Linked DNA regions of Gossypium arboreum: region 1 is linked to region 2. A link is a contact called in public Hi-C data. All regions are on one chromosome and are shown on one strand. Each heading gives the region's core, a stretch centred on a gene start, on an enhancer-like site or on the middle of the called end of the contact. The rest is flanking DNA. Distances are from core to core; before and after follow the strand shown. Region 1 has its middle 12 kb from the start of LOC128287603. Region 2 holds the start of LOC108480823 (protein yippee-like At5g53940).

Region 1 (2,761 bases), core at 32-2,531, 85 kb after region 2:
GCATCATTAAAGACTAATTATGTATTAACATATTGATTGTTGGTTGCTAAGTGCATTATCTTACGATTATGTTTTGGAAAAAAGGGGGTTCTTTGATTTTAAAAATAACGGTAATGTGTTTGTGTGCACACTTTTTTTTATCTTCTTTTTGGAATTTCAATCGATGAAATGATTAGATTACCATGCATGCATCAATTCAACCAATCCCATCCATCACCAATCACCAACAAAGAGCTACCAGATTTTGACGCGTCATGCTCGGATTTTGAGATTTTACCTTTGCCCACAGGCTTTACATCAAATCATCTCCTCAATCTGCAATTCTGCATGCTTAGGTCTTTCTTCTTTTCTTTTTTATATTTTCATTTGGGCAGTGTGAGCAGTTCCATGATTCTAGTTGTCAAACCAATACCCAATGCTTCTTTTCCAACAGTCGTTTCCTAAAAAAGCCAAATAATACCCCCCTTCTTCTTCTCCTATTTTGGCCATTCCCTCCCTTTCTTCTCTCAGTTTTCAAACCCCCATTGCCATTTTACGGCTGTGCTGTGCTGTGCTGTGCTGTGCTCTTTTATTTCTCTTCTTCGAAATGCTAACCAAACCTTCCTTTGTTTCTTGAGCATTGGCCCTTAGCAAATCCATGCAAGATCTCACTTTCTTTTCTCAAACGGAAAAACAACATTTCCAATGCTCCCCATATTGGTGAAAAATTTAAGTGTATTTCATTGGAATTTGATTCCTTCTTTTCTTTTTTATTGGTTTTGACCTTTTTTTCCTCCATCACGTGCTTTAGATATTCCTCAATAGTTTACCTGCTTCTTTTCTTTTTTTTTTTTGTATATTATTAATTACTTCACTACTTTAATAATATAAATATAATTGGTGGTGTTGAACTCTAATCATCTTCCCATGATTAACAATATACCTTTTCTCATTCAAAATTTCTTATTTATTCATTTGTTGTCACATAAAATTTATGCTAAAGTTGATTTTAATAAAAAAAATTATTCACGCTTGCTATAAACAAAATCTCAAATATTGATATGATTTTAGTTCTCTAATTCCATTCCAACCCAACATTTATACAAGAGGTGTAGCTTCACAATATCACTCATCAGCAAAATCCTTTATATTAAATTAATTTCTTTTTCACAAAATCATTTGGAATACAATCAAACAAAAGATAAAACAAAGGTGAAAAACCGACAGAGGGATAGCGCCAGTGACGACAAGGTGAAGTAAGCCGCGCCGCCCTCCACCTGTGGCCCCTTGTAGTGCGAGTCAGGGCGTATTGGCCCACCCTTAATCTCTTCCGCTAAAATGCGCCCCCCAACCGTAGTCCCAGATAGGCTAATGGCGTAATTTTATTAATATTGTACACTGGCAGTATCAATAATGCGGAACCCGTACGCCTTTGATCTTTGACACGTCAACATCCGTTTTAGGATCAAGTAACGTGGCAATATCTTAGGTGGGGTAGTTTTACAACCTGGGATTTATTTATTTCTACTTCAATAATTCAATTCCTTATGAAATTTCTTTGTTTAACTCAATTATTTTTATATGGGAAATGTATAATCTAATTTTGAATTTATTTCTTTAGTTTTACTAATATTATTTATTTCAAATTTTTCTTAGTATTAAATTTAAAATATTTTATACTTTAATTAATACATATAATTAACCTGAGCATTGCACGGAAAAAATATTAGTATTTATATTGTAGTATAAGATAAATACACAAAAAAATGGAAGGTTTATGATTTGGAGTATTTAAAATTGCAACAAGTGGCAGCTCTTTCTTTGCGACACATCTGAAATTCAAATATTTTATTTATTCCACTATTAATCACATTATTTAACTATTTAATTTAATAATGAATATATATATATAACATTTATGTTTTGAATCAATATAAATATATATTATTATATATATATATATATATATTAAAAATGCTTAATATTATAATTGTTTTAAAAATTATTTAAGGCTGTTAGAAAAAAAATTGTTTCACTTAAACGTTTAAAAACTTTAATAATTTTTTAAATATGTTAAAAACTAAAACATTTTAAAAGTTAAAACTATTTAAAAATTTATTTTAATTTGCCAATATTTCTAAGTAATTTTATTTAAAAATTTTAAGTTAAGTTAAGTTAAGTTAAGTTAAATTAAATTAAATTTAAATTTTATTTACATAAAGTTAAAAATAAAAATTATTTACAGTAATAAGTATCTTAAATTATCATTAAATTAAAAGTTTTTAGCAAATAGTGGCGAATCAAAAAATTTGTTTAGAGGAGACCAAGATACAATTATAAAATTTGGGGGACTAAAGCTAAAAATTTTGTATTAAGAATGCTTAAATTTAAATTATTAAATTTTCAAAAAATTGAAGTTATATTTTTTATTTAATTCTGGGAGGGACTATAAATGTAATTATCCCATATAAATGTAATTATCCCATTGTTAAAAGTTTACAGTTTTATACTTTAAATAAAAATTTGAAAACTAAAATTTAATTAAAATATTTTACATAATAATTAAATATATTTTAATTGATATAGTGAACCCATCGACGGGTAAGCTTAATTGTAAATAAAGCAAACCCTAAAAGTAAATATTATTTTCTTAGGTCGCTGTATAATTACTTTTCTATAAAAAATAAAGAATAATAAAATAATAAAATTAAAATTATAAAAATAATGAAATTAGTGTGTGAAGGTGGTGAATTGATGATTGATAAAAGGTGGGACCTTTGAT
Region 2 (2,811 bases), core at 270-2,769:
CGATTATGAATACAGTCTTCGGGTGCTAGATTTGCTGTCAATCTTGAATTATCTGAAAATGTGTGTGTGTGTATGTGTTTAAGACGGGAATTACGTATTTCCAGCCAACAATTTGTCCACAACAGCAGCAAAATATATCAGCCACAGTATGCATTCCAGATAACATCACCCTCTCTTCCAAGGCTCCAACTGTTATGTTCACCCTGGAGAATGGAATTCTAAACAATAAGCGATTCAAAGCTTCAAATGTCGCGCACTTACGAGACTTTGAAGATTCATTGCTTTTGTAAAGATCGTGATGGTGTAATAGGAAAATTTCAGTATTGCACAGCCAAGAATAAGGTATGAGATCCGGATAACCAAATGAACATTCCATTAAAGAAAAAGGGAAAAGAAATCAGTCAAGCAATCTTCGAAGAAACTATGAGATCTTACGCATTATTGAAGAGGTAGGCTTTCCCCCGGCGACAATGGAAAGACTGAACAAATGGAGAAAATTCGAAAGAAGTTGTTAGCATGGAGTACAACTATGCATTGCATACTGTTAATATCAAAATTTAACGACACATAATTGATACATCAAACTAAAGCTCATTGGAAAAGCAAATAAACCTTCAGGTTTAGTAATTTTAAGAACATAATTTTAAGAACATAAAGGCTCTTAGCTAAGGCATAAATGATTGCATCAACCCAAGAAATTTCCCAATCTTAAAAGAGGATGAGGTCTTTTGGTGAAACTGTTGTTATGTCCATGAGTTCCACATTTGTGATTTTAAATCAACAGAGACAAATCAAGTTCCTAATTGACAAGTAAATGGAATCCTAATCTTTACTGAAATTTCACATTTTCCCCCAATTCCCCAAAATCCTAAACTGTGAGGTTCTCCTATTTAATCTTCCCTTAAATGGCAACTACATTTGCACAAAACACACATATTCATTTCACAACCTATCATCAACAACCTATCATAAAACCAATAGTACTGTTATTGATCATGTTTCTAGTGTTACCTAGCTAAAGACAACAGGATCCAAACATCAAAAGTTGTCAACTTTAAGCTTTCTTTCATCAATAATAACTACAAGAACCAACTTTTACTACCAAAACATAATTTTTAGATGATAACTGCAAAACAAATGGCTCAGAAATGAAAAACCCAGAAACACAAAGGAGATAAAGAGAAGAAAATGAAAGTTGGTACCCTGGAAACAAGATCATCAGGGAGAGCCAAGTGAGTTCTACAAAACTTGCATCTATAAGACCTTCCATCAAGCTCAACCACAAATATCCTTCCCATTTTCCCTCTATATATATATATATTCTTTTTTTTTTCTTTTTGTTCTTTACACTGCTATGGCAAAATCTTGGATTCTAGTTTCTACGATGGAGAAAAGGTATTAAAAGAAATTGTGGAGGGGTGGGGATTAGATGACATAATAGGGGTGATGATGACAAAATGATACGTGGTGATAATGATTGTGGGAGTTTTGGGGTAAAGCCCATGAAAGGGTTCAACTGTGGTTAAGTACTTAAGTTGAATTGGGCTTTTGTCAATCAAGTTTAATTCTAGATCCATGACCAAGAATCAAACAAAAAGGATAATAAGTCCATCTCTAGTAAGAGATTAAATTTTCATAAACAACTTGCTATAACTGTAAAATTTTTGGCATTTTTCATTCAAAGTTCTTTTCTTTTATGATTTAGTTTCCCTTTTTTTGGTGAATTTATTTTAATAGAATCTGGGTTGGAAGCTTTGGTGAAAATTTTGACGGTGGAGTTAATTTTAAAAAAAAATTAAAATGTTTAAAAAATTCATATAAATTAATTTGTAATATTAATATTCAATATGCTAATATATAATATGACTAAATGTAAAACCAATCATATTATTGTTTTCATTAAAGTTTTTGAGGTCAACATACAATTAGCTCAAGTGTTGGAGTGGACTGCTTTCTCAAGGATTTGGATTAAGATCGAATTTTGATGATAGCATTGTTAGGAGGCTTTACTTGAATGCCATTCTCGGCACAAACAGAACTAATATCATATCGTAAAATAAATGAGAACTCCTACAATTATATTAGAGAATAAGTTTTTATGATGCCAATATATAACTAGTAGTTTTTTTCATAAAAAATAAAAGTCACTTGAGTGCTTTTTTGATACTACGATAGTGCCAATATATCAAACACAATATGAACACAAATACAAGATTGACGACAATCACACTAGCTAACGATAATATCTAAGCGAAAGTGCTATTTTTAATAATATTCAAGAAATTTAATATTAAAAAATAACCGATTGTAATCCTTTTAAAGATTGTATTAATCAATCTTTAAAACCAATGTTAATAATATTACTCAAAATATTGAAAAACCATCCTAATAATAAAACAAAGCCATAATATTATAAAATTAATCAACAAAGTTTTTAAAAGAAAAGAAAAAGAAAACACATTAGTATTTGATTAACTTTAAATTATTTTTAAAAATTATTTTTTAATCTTTCATAGTATATGTTAAAAGTATAATTAAGTTGGTAATATCATCAACCGAATTCAAATTTAATTATAAAATTATTAAAATTTTATTATTTAAAAGGAATAAATATTGCTTTAAAAATATTTTTATTTTTTATATAAATGAAATTTTGTTATTAATACACTAAAAAACATCAATAATAATGCAATATACAAAATGCTTTTTTAAAAACAATAATAATGTAAGAAAAGGATTTGAAAATCAATAATATACAAAATGATTTTTTAAAATAATAATATATGACAAAATCTAGAATAAGTAATGTAT

What was found. Hi-C and Micro-C count contacts between places; a contact is called where the count stands out from the background.
Region 1: a contact with region 2 is called in a Hi-C map of leaf, with 4 times the contacts expected there. The contact joins the enhancer-like site here to the promoter of LOC108480823 in region 2. A contact is called at or near these places in 4 of 5 Hi-C or Micro-C datasets (all in leaf).

Annotation. Positions count from the first base shown.
Region 1 is chr1:115,011,365-115,014,125 of ASM2569848v2, forward strand. No RefSeq gene overlaps it. Among protein-coding and RNA genes, the nearest start is that of LOC128287603, 12 kb to the right of the region's middle. Within about 2 kb of position 1,282, at least 2 of the 2 cell types and tissues checked have an H3K27ac peak or open chromatin away from gene starts, as enhancers often do. A contact at or near this core is called in leaf, where this site is marked.
Region 2 is chr1:114,926,401-114,929,211 of ASM2569848v2, forward strand. It overlaps LOC108480823 (protein yippee-like At5g53940), which reads right to left and starts at 1,520. Exons shown (of 6, transcript XM_053030801.1): 1 at 1,203-1,520; 2 at 436-479; 3 at 95-281. The coding sequence starts at 1,298.